2 separate regions of the Mus musculus genome follow, and region 1 is linked to region 2. A link is a contact called in public HiChIP or PLAC-seq data. All regions are on one chromosome and are shown on one strand. Each heading gives the region's core, a stretch centred on a gene start, on an enhancer-like site or on the middle of the called end of the contact. The rest is flanking DNA. Distances are from core to core; before and after follow the strand shown. Region 1 overlaps Lhfpl2 (lipoma HMGIC fusion partner-like 2). Region 2 has its middle 83 kb from the start of Lhfpl2.

Region 1 (6,655 bases), core at 916-3,415, 180 kb after region 2:
ACAGGGTTTTCATTTTCTGAGTCTGAGATGGGCAGTGGGGCCATTGTGGTCCCTGGAGGAACAGGCCAGTGTCAGCACTGACTCATATCATTGAGATTTCCCAGAGGCCCTTTCTCAGCTCTTCCATTGAAGTCTCATGGACTGCCCACCTGCAGAGCAACTCCAGAGAGCTCAGCTGGACCTGTCGCCACATCTCCCTAAAATGAAAGCCAAGACAAAGTAAGGCCTCAAATCCAAAGGGCACCAGAAATCCCCAGCATTTGTTGTCTTCAGGGCAAATGTTGGAGGCCGAGGTAAAAGCAAACATTGAGAGTGAGAATCCCTGTCTTGATGTAAAATGTTGACATTTCGTTCATTGTTGAACTTTTAATTTTAATTTTTTAGGAATAATGCATTTTGAGATGTTTTTCATGATTTTTTTGTACCCCCTGACATTTGTACCTCCACTAAGTTAATTCACTTAGCCGTCTTAGCCGTAGGTTCTTGTGGCAAAGAAGGGGAGAATAATCAGATGAGAATCCACGAGTCTATGCCAAGAAGTGTCACCCTGAGTCACCAAGACCTTACTCATGGCTGGTTGTAAAACGGGTGACTATAAGGCTGAGAGAACACCATTGGCAGGCTGGCAACTTTAGGACATTGTTTTTAAAAACCAGTCAGACACAATCACGGCCCTCCAAGAGTAGACTTCATTCTTACACGGCCGTCGTCAAAAGCTACGAAGAATATATCCCAAGGTTCCAAACGAATGTCTGAAGGCTCAGATCGAACCGAAACCTACGTGGAACTCTGCATTTTCTTCTGTGTACAGACATATGATGTATTTACTTTACAAATCAGGTACAGGGAAAAGTTAATAATAATAATAACGAATAATCAAATAGAACAGTTAGAGGGACATCATAATGAAAATCACGTGAGTGTGCGTTCGGTCTCTTTTTCTCTCAATGTTACATTGTATACATATCAGAAAGGCACCACATACAGCGTATATATGCCGAACAAAGGAAGACCCACTTCCTGGTGGGGACAGAGTAAAGTGGTACACCATTCCGTCTACTTGGGATTATTTCTGGAACTTTCGATGTAAGACTTTCAGACCATGATTGACCACAGTTAACTGAAAGCAAACTCCACGCTAAGGAAAGGACTGTGTTTGCCCATGGGATTCTAGGCAGATGCCTCGCTGTCAGTGACCAAGGGTGAGTTTGTGTGGTCTAAGTCCTGTGGTCAGTTTGAGGTTCGTGCTATGAAAGTAACAGTAAAGTCTGACATAGGAGCTTCAGGGTAAGTAGCCATGGAGTAGGAAACTTGTAGGGGCGACCCTGACTCAGAACACCTGCTTAGTTGTGGTAGAACTGAGAGCTGATAATCTTACTACATCAGAGAGCCGTGTTAGGAAATGAATAAACATGAAAATGGTGTAGGCAGGGAGGTGTCTGCCTGCCTCCCCGTGCCACACACACATGGACTCCTTAGAATGGGCAGTCATGGGCAGCCTTGACTTCCTGTGGCCCACTTACTGAACACGTTGAAGAACCAAAATAGCTACCAAAAGACACCAAAAATAGCCTCCGATAGGATTATTAGAGACTGGGTGTGGATTTTTTTCATAACCTTTAATTCAGAGAAGCATATGTTTTACAATTCCAATACATTTCTAAATTATTGCTAAAATTGTTTCTAGTCCTGGCAACCTTGTACCTCCCATGGTGTTTAGTTTTATGCTGGATTGCCCTTGAATAGTATATTAAAAATAGTCTGTGTGATGACTTAAGCTGTCCTGGGGAAAGTGACTCTCACTTGTGTCAGTTAGTGTGTTTTCTTTTCTTCACTAGTAAATTTTGTGTGTTTTGTTTGTTTGTTTTTATTTTTGACACTTTTTTTTTTTTTTTCGGGAAGGAGATCACTATGTGGTCCCAGTTGGCCTGAAACTCACTGAAACTTGCCTGCTTCTGCCTCTGCCTCTAGAGTGCTGGGATTCCAGATGTGCCCCCACCTCATCTGGCCTAACTTTTGTAACGTCTTAAATCAAATTGTTCAGTGAGCTAGTATTGAAATGAATGACTAGAGGTTTTGGAAGCGCTGCTACATTCACGAGGCTGGGTTTGCAAAGACGTCCAGAGATCAACGGTTTGTGGCTATGACTCACACCGCGATGCGTTTATAAACCCTTGTGTTTTGCAAATTCATGATTCATGTTGTCAGATGACCTCTCTTCCTGGGACTCTAGCATTGCAAAAGTTCAGCCATTTGTCTCACAAGTTCTTCCATCTGAGTCTTCACATTAGGGCCTTCTCTTTCCAAGAGCTTTTCCTGCATGGCCTAGCTTCATGCTGACCTAACCTCCATTGCCACAGAGATGGGCGAGCCCTCCAGAGACAGCCTGCGGCTCTCTGCTTCAGGGAACAGTGCTGCCGTTCACATTTATTCGGGCCTGTCACAGGGGTGCCGTGCTATAGGATGAGGTCACCAGTAAAGGCCTCTCTCAGTTTTATGAAGACACCTGCTGCAGAATTCCAGGTGTTGATACTGGCAAACACTTAATTTTAAAGAACAGAGGTACTTGCCTCTATGCAGGCCTCTGCCAGCCAATGGGAGCTTGGTTGCTTCCAGCCAGAGAATGAGTTTTTGAGAAGTGTGTCATCATTGGTTAGTGCTGAACTGGCTGAAATGTGAGTATCTTGGTTGTCAGTATTTATCAGCATCTAAGAAAGGGATGCTGTATCTTGGGAGAGAATGGCCAGTATTTATCGATATACTTATATGCCTAGCACTTCACCTCCCCGTTTTTGACACATGATAACAGCAGGTGCTGGAGGCTGTGAGGGGTTTAGCACTTAGGACAGTCTGGAAAACTGGAAGTGTGGGAAGAGGGTTGAACCAATGGACTCTACCTTGGAAGGGAAGCCCACAGCAGGTAGAGTTTCATAGCTAATTGCTCATAGCAAACACATTGGTTTAAAAACATTTTAGTAGTGTTCTCTGTGTGTCTAAGGGCGCAGTTACCTGGAGGAGCTGCCCACTTTTGGACTAACCATGTGGTTCAGAGATGGAAACTTCTGGCAGCTTCAGGTTCGAGAAAGAAGAGAGGCTTGTGAGGGCTGAGAAGGCAGAGAAGGCAGGGATGGATGGTCTTGGATGCCATGGGCCACCATTGCAGAGCCCATCCCTTGGACTGTGTTCTCTGGGCAGTTCAGTGAGCTACTGAGTAACTGATGTCCAAGCTGGGTTAAGGGGGTGGGGATCAGAGGTGGTGTGGTCTCCCTTTTGATAGGCTAGAGGCTCATAATGTTAAAATTTGAAAAATTGGCAATCATTTTTCACTGTTTTGGTATGAATGAAGTAACAGCTAAAAGCCGTCATTCCTGGCAGGGCCCCAGACGATGAACAAGGAACCTTGCCTAGTTTGCTCATTTCTAGGCAGAGGACATGGTCTACCAAAAAACCCAAAAAGTTTAAATACAAAAGAGCCATGACCAATCGAGACTAAGGTGCTCCCCATTTCTGACCATTCTAAGTTAAATATGGTCCCAAGCAGGACGGGTAGACCAGGCTATCCTGTGGTGTTGCCATTCTCCTCTCTCTCTCTAGGCTCTCTGGGACTTCTCATTTGAATGTCTGAGACGAAGCGGGGGAGGGGCAGTGCAGGAAGAGCAAAACCTGCAGAACTGAGTTAAAACCCAGAGTAACTGGGTCCCTTTTGTTGTTGTTTGTTTTGCTCTCCGAGGTGGCTGGGCCCCTGGTAGCCCTCCCAGTCAGGGGGGGGGGGGGGAAGCCACTGGTTACTCACACTGAGTGTTGGTGTGAACTCCAAGGTAACAAGGACTTGGCAGAGGTCTGGGGAATGCACTGTGTAGAAGGCCGCTGGTGCATCCCAAATTGATTCTGACAAAATGAGTTTAACATTCAGCCTTCTGGAGTTTCTCAGAGCAGCGAAAGAGATCTTTCTAGTAAGCGACATCTATGCTGTCTTGCTTTTCACATTTCTAACTTCTTCGCCTGTTAAATGTGTTGCATTTACATTTGTCTATTCCTTTGCACCAAATGCTTTACTTTCTTAAGTTGTGCTGGGAGGGTTTCAGCTTGTGAAAACTATCTCAGAATGTCCGAGTGGTAGTGACAGCCTTGATTCAGCGTTGGGGTCCCAGAGAGGAAAGAATACAGGGTTGTCTTGTTCTCCTCCTCTGGTTTTTAGAACACAAGCAACATCACATGAGTGTTAATTAGGGCAAAATGTCACTCACCTCCAGTGGGACTTTGTGCAAGCACAACCTGGGCTCAGGAGATAAAAGCTAAATAGGTCCATTGTTGCATGTACTATTAACCTGGGCACTGTCATTCTAGGTTACTAATTTTACCTTAACGTGGAAAGAGAAACTTGGGCCATCTAAATACCTTAACATATTTGGTGGTGCATAAGTGTATAATAAGAGCTTATTAAAAACCAACAGTAAAGAGAATATTTCACTAACTATTTAAGAGCAGTGGTTCTCAACCTTCCTAATACTGAAACCCTTTAATACAGTTCCTCATATTGTGGTAACCCCAACCATAATATTATTGATTGCCTCTTCATAACTCTGTATTTTTTACTGTTAAGAATAATAATATAAATATCTGATATGTGACCCCCCCCAAAAAAAAAGGGGTCGAGACCCATAGGTTGAGAACCACTGAATTATAGGATTCTTCTAAAGGTTTAGATATATTTTGTAAAGGTTTATTTGGGTGATAATTTCCTTTAGTATTGCATTAAGGTAGAAATTCAAGATGGATGTGTTGTTGTTGTTGTTGTTGGACAGTTCTAGATGCTGGCTGAAGTTGTTGGTAAAGTCTCAGAATGTCTTTCTAGCTTGATATTTGGGTGCCAATATTCCCAGCTCCTATGTTCTGATGATTCTGTCTGCACCTAGCCTACAGATGAAACAGAGCTGAGGAGGGGGCTGTCTGGTGTCCTGTGGAGGCCTAGGGCTGCTGAGGGACAATGAGGTGGGACTTTTAAGTTCCCAACTAGGCAATAGGGGAGAATGGCGGCGGGGGGGGGGGGGGGGGGAGGGGAGGAGGGAGATTGAGCACCTAAGAAGGCTTTCAGCCTTATTCTTAAAGGGGGATGGACTCTTCTGCTGTGTTGACAAGAGGAAGCTAGAGAGGCAGCTGTTGGCCAGAATCTCCATTCCCCTCCTCCTTTGATGTTTGGTTACTTTGTTTTCCCTCTTAACTGTATCTAGTATATGCTAATTCAGGAGCAGTTTCTAGCTTTACAGTATGCTCCTCTGGCTCTTCAGATGCTCACTGCCTTTTGCTGCTCTCCAGATTCAGCCTGGTTATTTTAGCTAGTAACTGAAAGGACTTTTTATAGAGTGTAAAATTGGACCTTTTCTGTTTTGCATCAAGATATCTACTTTTTTCCATTGTATTATTTTTCTTTTACCCCCGTTTCCCCTTCAAAGAATTAAAACAACTTGATTTCTATCAAGCTTAATATAGCAAGTATATATGTCTAAAGCATGAGCCCTGGTGCAGACTCTAGAGATAGGAACTGGGTAAGCTGTTTGCACTGTGGTTGACTAGATAAAGGCTCTTCCAGGGACACAGATCTAGGACTCTCTTCTTTAATCCATTTCATCATCGCTACCATGTACTATGCGCCAGGCTGTCTACAAAGCCTTTGCCTGTGCCTTATGTTTATCTTCAGATCACCCTATGAGGTTAGCTGTATCATCTCCATTTTACAGCCAGAAAGATGCAGGCATGAAACTGTTAGGCACTTGCCCCCCTTTGTTGCATTAGTGAGAAACAGAGCTGAGTCTTGACTCTTTGCTCACCCCAGAGTCTGTGTCTTTCTTAATCTCAAGTGGAACCTTCTGTAGCAGATCTGTTTTCCAGGGGCTTAGTGCAATGTCTATAAAGACTTTTACTTTTTTTTTTTTTTTTTAATTTTTACACATCTGGGAGGGCACTAGTAGCAAAAAGCTGGAGGTTATACTGCTAAACACTGTTCATGTTCAGGCCAGGCTCCACAACCAGAGATTACCCAGCCACATGTGGTAAAAGAAGCAGCGTTGAGAAGAGTGTTCTACAGAATTCAGCAGAGCATTAACATTTAATAGTCAAGGGACACACCATCCACACAATGCTCTGAAATTTTAATTACCTCAAGAAATACTCCATATTTGCATACTCATAAAAATATTTGAAAATTTACTTATCAGGGGAAAGACATGTAAGTATGAAATTAGAAAACCTTTGATGCAATCCCTTAGTTTTTGAAAAGTCCAAACAGTCCTGCTGCCTCTGGCTGTGTTAGAGGTATTGGGAAGGGCATGCCATTTGGGTAATTATGCCAGCTGTGATTTCTTAGTTTCCACAGAGAGGCTGCATATGCATAAGTCCTTGTTAGATGTCAGCAGGAAATTTTAGAATTGTGAAATTTGATGTCTTGGCTTTGTTTGCGTCCTGTGAGTGGATGTCACTGTTAGGGCTCTACAGACTGTGTGCTCTCCCCAGCCCCCAGGAACAGTCCGGGTGAGGCCTCCAGGCTTAGGAGCATAATGAGGAGCAGGGCCTGGCCCCTGGGGAGCTGGGCTTATGGGTTTCTGCAGAGGAGGCTGGATGTAGGTTGTGTGTGAGTATTTCTCAGCAGCTTTAATCA
Region 2 (5,845 bases), core at 3,222-5,721:
GTTGGTTATTCACATAACATTTGTGCCACCATTGCACAGTGGGCATGCCTTGCCAGGCCAGTGACTACTGCAACTCCCAGAGTAGAAGACTGGTGATTACTGCTCTTCCCTAGAAACATACATAGACTCTTTCAGCTAGCCAGAAGGAATAAGCATCCTTCCATGTCAGTACAAGTTTGATTTCTCCATGTTTTATGACCCCCAAAAACTTTGTGATTTACATGATTGTTATAGTTTTGTTCAACTTATGTCTAGGAGAAGAATTTTGTTTTGTTTTATTTTTATTTTATTTTTTGTTTTTGAAATTGGACAAAAAAAGGTGAGATGTAGGGGTGGTTCTGATGCTAAGGTCCTGTTCCCCAACTGGTTCCTGATCTATTAATAAAGATGCTAGCAGCTAATTGCTGGGTGGAATAGATAGGACTTCCGGGTTCCCACAGGCCATCTAGGAGATACAGGAGGAGAAGAAAGGAGTTTTTCACCATGCTTTGGAGAGAGAAAAGCTAACCAGCCATCTGAGATCTCGGGTGGAGTGGCAATACACTGCTTCTCCAGGTGGGAGGTTGGGGTTTTAGCTGGGACTAAAGGTAACTGAGTAGCTGAAGCTAAGGCAGGTTGAGAAATGATGAGCTAAGAGTATCGGGAAGGGCATGCTAGTGGTGAGAGATTAAGAGTGCACAGCAATTAAGCCAATAAGGCAGGTAGAAATTGGGCAATGTGTGTGTGTGTGTGTGTGTGTGTGTGTGTGTGTGTGTGTGTGGTGTGGTGTGTTTCATCCGTAGATCCAAGGGAATTTGGGTGGGGGCTCATAGCACAGTCCATCCAGAGCTTAGTGGGGTAGCAAAAGCTGCACACTACACCTTCCTCCCTTCTTTCCTTACCGTCTCCCCTCTTTCCCTTCCTTAGTTTAGAAATACTCTTACAAGACAAAAACATATTGCCATAGAGTTGAGTAATTTGAGGATTGACCTTTGTCACTTTAAGAAAACACTGAAAATAGTTTTGCTGTTAAAAATTTCAACTTTCTTTTCTATTCTGTGCATCTAAGAAGTCTCCTCTATCTTCCCATGGAACATTTTGCTCATTTCTTTTGACCACTATCTTGTAGCAGAACACCCAGAAATTCCTACTTTAAAGGGGCCAACATTGTGTCAGAAGGCAGATAAAAGTGGATCATTCCTGGGATTGGCACTTACTGGAGCCTCTGAAGTCTCTAGAGAGTGGACATTTGGTGAACTCGGCATCTTGCCAGAGCATATTTAAGAGTGCTTCCTGCTTGACATATTCTCTAATTAAGTGACCATGTATACTGTGCTTCTTCACAACTGCACCATTAGAGTTGGATCAAAGCACGTGAGGTCTTCTCTTGAGGAAGTCAAGCACCACATTTTTGGTATAGTTTGGAGGTCGTGGGTCTGAGCAGTTTACCCACTACAGACTATGTACCCCTGTGAGCTTAAGGGTAGGAATCAGAAACTCCTTCCAAGTGGATGGTGGTCCTTTTTCCTCATATAGGATACCTCCAGCTAGGCAAGTGATTGGGTAACTACAACTTCTAGAATAAAGTCTTGGAATCAAAGCATAATAATTGTCCTCATTAGAGTTACTAGTACTCTGGGTCCCTGTTCATCACTGAAGGAAGTTAAGATAGGAACTCAAACAGGGCAAGAACCTGGAGACAGGAGCTGATGCAGAGGCCATGATGAGGTGCTGCTTACTGGCTTGCTCCTCCTCACAACTTCCTCAGCCTGCTTTCTTTTAGAACTCAGGGCCTCCAGCCCAGGAATGCCCTCACCTATACAACCGACTGGGCCTTCCCACATCAATCACAAAGAAAATGTCTTACAGCTGGATCCTATGGAGGCATTTTCTCAATAATGGTTCCCTCCTTTCATATAGCTCTAGCTTTTGTCATGTTGAGATAAAACCAGCCAGCACAATAATTTTATAAGCACAGAATAGAAAAGGAATTGAGGATTGACTTCTTCAGTGGCAAAACCATTTTTTAGTCTTCCCTAGGTAGTTGGCCACAGTCACAGACCAAGCATTCCCAGTAAGAGTTGCTTCCCCGTTGCAGCCATTAAGCAACGTTTGCTGAGTACCTCTGATGCACCACACATTCGGATAGCAGCAGTGGAAAGGTAGATCTGGTACCTATGGGATTACATCATAGCAAAGTAGGCATGATTATAGAGTAAAAGGTACAGTGAGTATGTAAAATTATACATAAGTATACGAAAGTATATCATGAACAAGATGATTACAGGTTGGGCTGTGTTACCCAAGAAATAAGCAGGATGCTGTACTATAGAGAAATATGCAGGGCCACTTTACATGGGGAGTTAAGCAGAGTTCCCACAGACATCACTCTTGGCCTCAGAGACGAGAATGAGCCAATGAGCCAAGGGAAAGAAGTCCAGTCAAAGGGAGCCACTGATGGGAAAGGGTTTGGCATTATATGAATATATTAGTAGAAGATTATTATGTTAGATAATTATATTATAATATAGAATAATATATTAATAGAATATTAATAATATTTTTAAACACACAGAATAGATCATGCTAGTATCTATAACAGGAAGGAATGGGAGAAGAAGCTGGTAAAGTGTATGGAATTGGGATTCTAGAGACAGGAATACTGGAGAGTTTGGTAAAGGTTCTAAGTCAATCTTGGAATGGAATATTTTCCTGGTATGTGTGACTGGAACAATCTTATAATTCTCCCCATGCAACTGAGGGAAATTGTCAGATTGGTCTCTTATAAACTGTACAGACTTCAGTAGCCTGGTCAGGATGTTCAGGGATGTTTATGCGAAATGGACCATGCCCACCAGTCCATTTGCCAGACTCTGTGCAGACATGGGTAAAATGATGTGTGTGAAGACCCTGGTCTACACAAGAACTGCGTTAAGAGCAGAGTTATCCTTTTTATCTCTGGTTTTGCCTATGTCCTGTAATGATCCACCCTCCCTCCCCTTCTTTTTTTCCTGCACTGGGAATTGAACCCGGGGCCTCTTTGGTGCTAAGCACATGATCTATCACTAGGTTGCATCCCTAACCCTGTGATATCCTTTAAAAGAGATTTCAACCAATGAGAAAGGAGGCCACAAATTTGAAAGAGAGCAAGGCACAGAGGGTTTATGGGAGGGCTTATAGAGAGTAAAGGGGTGGAGGAAACAGTGTAATTGTAACCTCAAAAGTAAAAAGACAATCCAGACAAACAATCGGCCAACAGGACATTCCATACTGGGTGAAGCACAGGAAATCATGCCATATGTTCTTGGCGAAAGCTGAAAGGGAGATGCACGTGGGACTGTCCCACACTGAGTACTGAGTACCCGGCCTAGCAGTGGTGGCCCACAAAGGATCCCTCATCTCAGCAAACCTCGTTCAATACTGTCTACTTAGACATTTTCCTATACCATCCCTGGTCCCAACTTCAAACGGACCTGTCCTGTGACCTGTGTTCTCAGGTTACTTAGAAAAGAGGCAATGTATTATGTCCCCACCAAGCCCATCTATCCACCTGGAGTTTTCTGTACTCCCTAATCACAGTAGGTCGCTAGCTGTTCTTCTACCCCCAGTGGTGTCTGGTGCTGCCATAGTATCAACACAACAGCCATCCATTCTCAGTGTGCATCCCTCTCATACAGGTCAATGGTGACAAGGGCCATTTCTAGTCCAGGTCTCCCAGGGCTGGTGGTGTTTGGAAACATGGTCTCATGTATCCCAGGACAGCCTGGAACTCACTATGAAGCTGAGGAGAACATGGAACTTCTGGCTATCTTGTCACACTATCTTCAAGTACAGGGATTATAGATGTGAATCACTGTCCTTTGTTTATGCAGTACCGGGGATTAATGACACTCAGGGCTTCATGCATGCAAGGCAAGCATTCTACCAACTGGGCCCAGATCTCACGGGTTTAATTGCTGCTCTGGCATGGCCCTTCCCATAAATCTAATATTTTGAGCTGTTTTCTTCTTCCTTCCTTCTTAATAGGAAGCCCGTAGCTTGGATGACCAGGGAAGTCCTGGTTTCCCTGGTTGGCCAGGTGTAACTACTAATGACAACCCTTTGGCTTTAACATGTGCTAATTGAGAACACAGGTTTTAGGGTAAGCCCACCTGGGGCTGAATGTGTCTCCACCAAGCTAGGAAGCAGGTATAGCACACGAAAAAAAGAAAAGGTTCCAAGCTGTCAGGGCAAAGGAACCTTTATACAGTGGCATGCTCCTGCACCAAACCTGAGCAGTACTCACTGACATCTCAGACAGCAGGGACTAGGCAAGTTGTCAAGAGACAGTCAGAGGGGCGTTTGAAAGCGGGAGATTTGCAGGGATTCGAGGTGGGAAGGCAGAGGGAGATGTCAGAAGGCTGTGCAACCCCAGAGGATGTGGCAGGGAGTATTTCATGGCATGGGGTTTGTCTTGCATTCCTGAGAGGCTAGGCTGCGTTCTTTATTGGTGCACTGCTTCTGCCAAGGTCTATTGTGACTCACTCCCTCCAGGCAGCCTGCCTAGATTGGACCTCCCTACCTAGACCGAGAAGGCAGACCAGGGCTTACTGCTTTCTGTTTCTCCCTGTCATTGATAAATTGCTCATCTCTTGATGGATGAGGTTTTCACCTGCTAAGATTTCTGGTCAGCTGTTCCTGAGGGCAATAGTTCAAATTACCTAGTTGTCCTGTCTTCCAAAGAACTGAAAATCAGCCCTTTCTCTTTGTAGCTATAAAAAGTTACTTCAACAAAATGTATATTTTCCAGCATGTTATAAGTAGACATGTTTAAAGCTCCTCACATCCTTTTACTGATCTTCTTACATCATTAAAAATGTACTCAAGTAGCCATTCTATATCTGCTATTACCCACTTTATACTGCACCAACAAGCTACTCTCCAGTACTAGGCAACTTTACACATGTTGAATGTAGAACCCATCCCCTTTCCCCACAGGAATATTTATTACGTCTGGTGTAATAAATCCAAGCGCCGGAACACCTTTTTTATTTCTAAATCACTTTGTCATTCTTTGTCACAAAAGTATGTAAACAGATTGTAATTTCTTGTGACTGTTAAGCTCAATGATAGAAATCGTTCAGACAGAGTTGCCAGCACAAGTGGTCTCACCAACTCTTATCATCACACAGAAGGGAGTCAAGGTGGGTGAGACCGATCTGCAGTGAAGAGCACTGCGGCTACCCTTGCAGAACCCAGGTTCAGTTCTCAGCACCCACATGGCAGCTCACATCCATAACTCCAGCCAGGGATTTGACACCCTTTTCTGGCCTTCAGGGTCATGAGCATGCAGATGTATACACGTACACACATGCAGACAAACGGTCATATGCATACTAATGAAAATAAACAGATTTTTTTGTTATATATTAAACATAATGGTGAAAATTTCTCAGGGATACGCCTCTTGGAAAGATGTGTCTGCTTCAGCCATTAAGAACGTACGGTTAGCCGGGCGTGGTGGCGCACGCCTTTAATCCCAGCACTCGGGAGGCAGAGGCAGGTGGATCTCTTGAGTTCGAGGCCAGCCTGGTCTACAAAGTGAGTTCCAGGACAGCCAGGGCTATACAGAGAAACCCTGTCTCGAAAAACCAAAAAAAAAAAAAAGAACGTACGGTTAGTCACTTTCTACGACTGACCACATCCTGTCCATCCCTCTTATTTTTAATCTTGGCAATACTCAACAATATGTATTAAGCAAGCAGAAATTGAATTTCCTAAGAAGTCCTATTACACATTTTAAAAAAACAAAACATACCCAGGGGTCTATTACTGTAATCAGCTTGTCTGGGAAGAATTAAGGCAGTCGAAAATGACATCTGTAGCT

What was found. HiChIP or PLAC-seq counts read pairs in DNA pulled down with a chosen protein or histone mark.
Region 1: an HNF4G HiChIP or PLAC-seq map of pancreatic cancer cells shows a contact between it and region 2. The contact joins two enhancer-like sites. A contact is called at or near these places in 2 of 484 Hi-C or Micro-C datasets (cortical neurons and nephron progenitors) and 2 of 115 datasets of contacts at active chromatin or transcription factors (microglia and pancreatic cancer cells).

The regions. Positions count from the first base shown.
Region 1 is chr13:94,152,491-94,159,145 of GRCm38.p6, forward strand. All of the region lies in intron 2 of Lhfpl2 (lipoma HMGIC fusion partner-like 2), which reads left to right. Among named protein-coding and RNA genes, the nearest start is that of Lhfpl2, 98 kb to the left of the region's middle. Within about 2 kb of position 2,166, at least 106 of the 459 cell types and tissues checked have an H3K27ac peak or open chromatin away from gene starts, as enhancers often do. A contact at or near this core is called in pancreatic cancer cells, where this site is marked.
Region 2 is chr13:93,971,405-93,977,249 of GRCm38.p6, forward strand. No RefSeq gene overlaps it. Among named protein-coding and RNA genes, the nearest start is that of Lhfpl2, 83 kb to the right of the region's middle. Within about 2 kb of position 4,472, at least 29 of the 459 cell types and tissues checked have an H3K27ac peak or open chromatin away from gene starts, as enhancers often do. A contact at or near this core is called in pancreatic cancer cells, where this site is marked.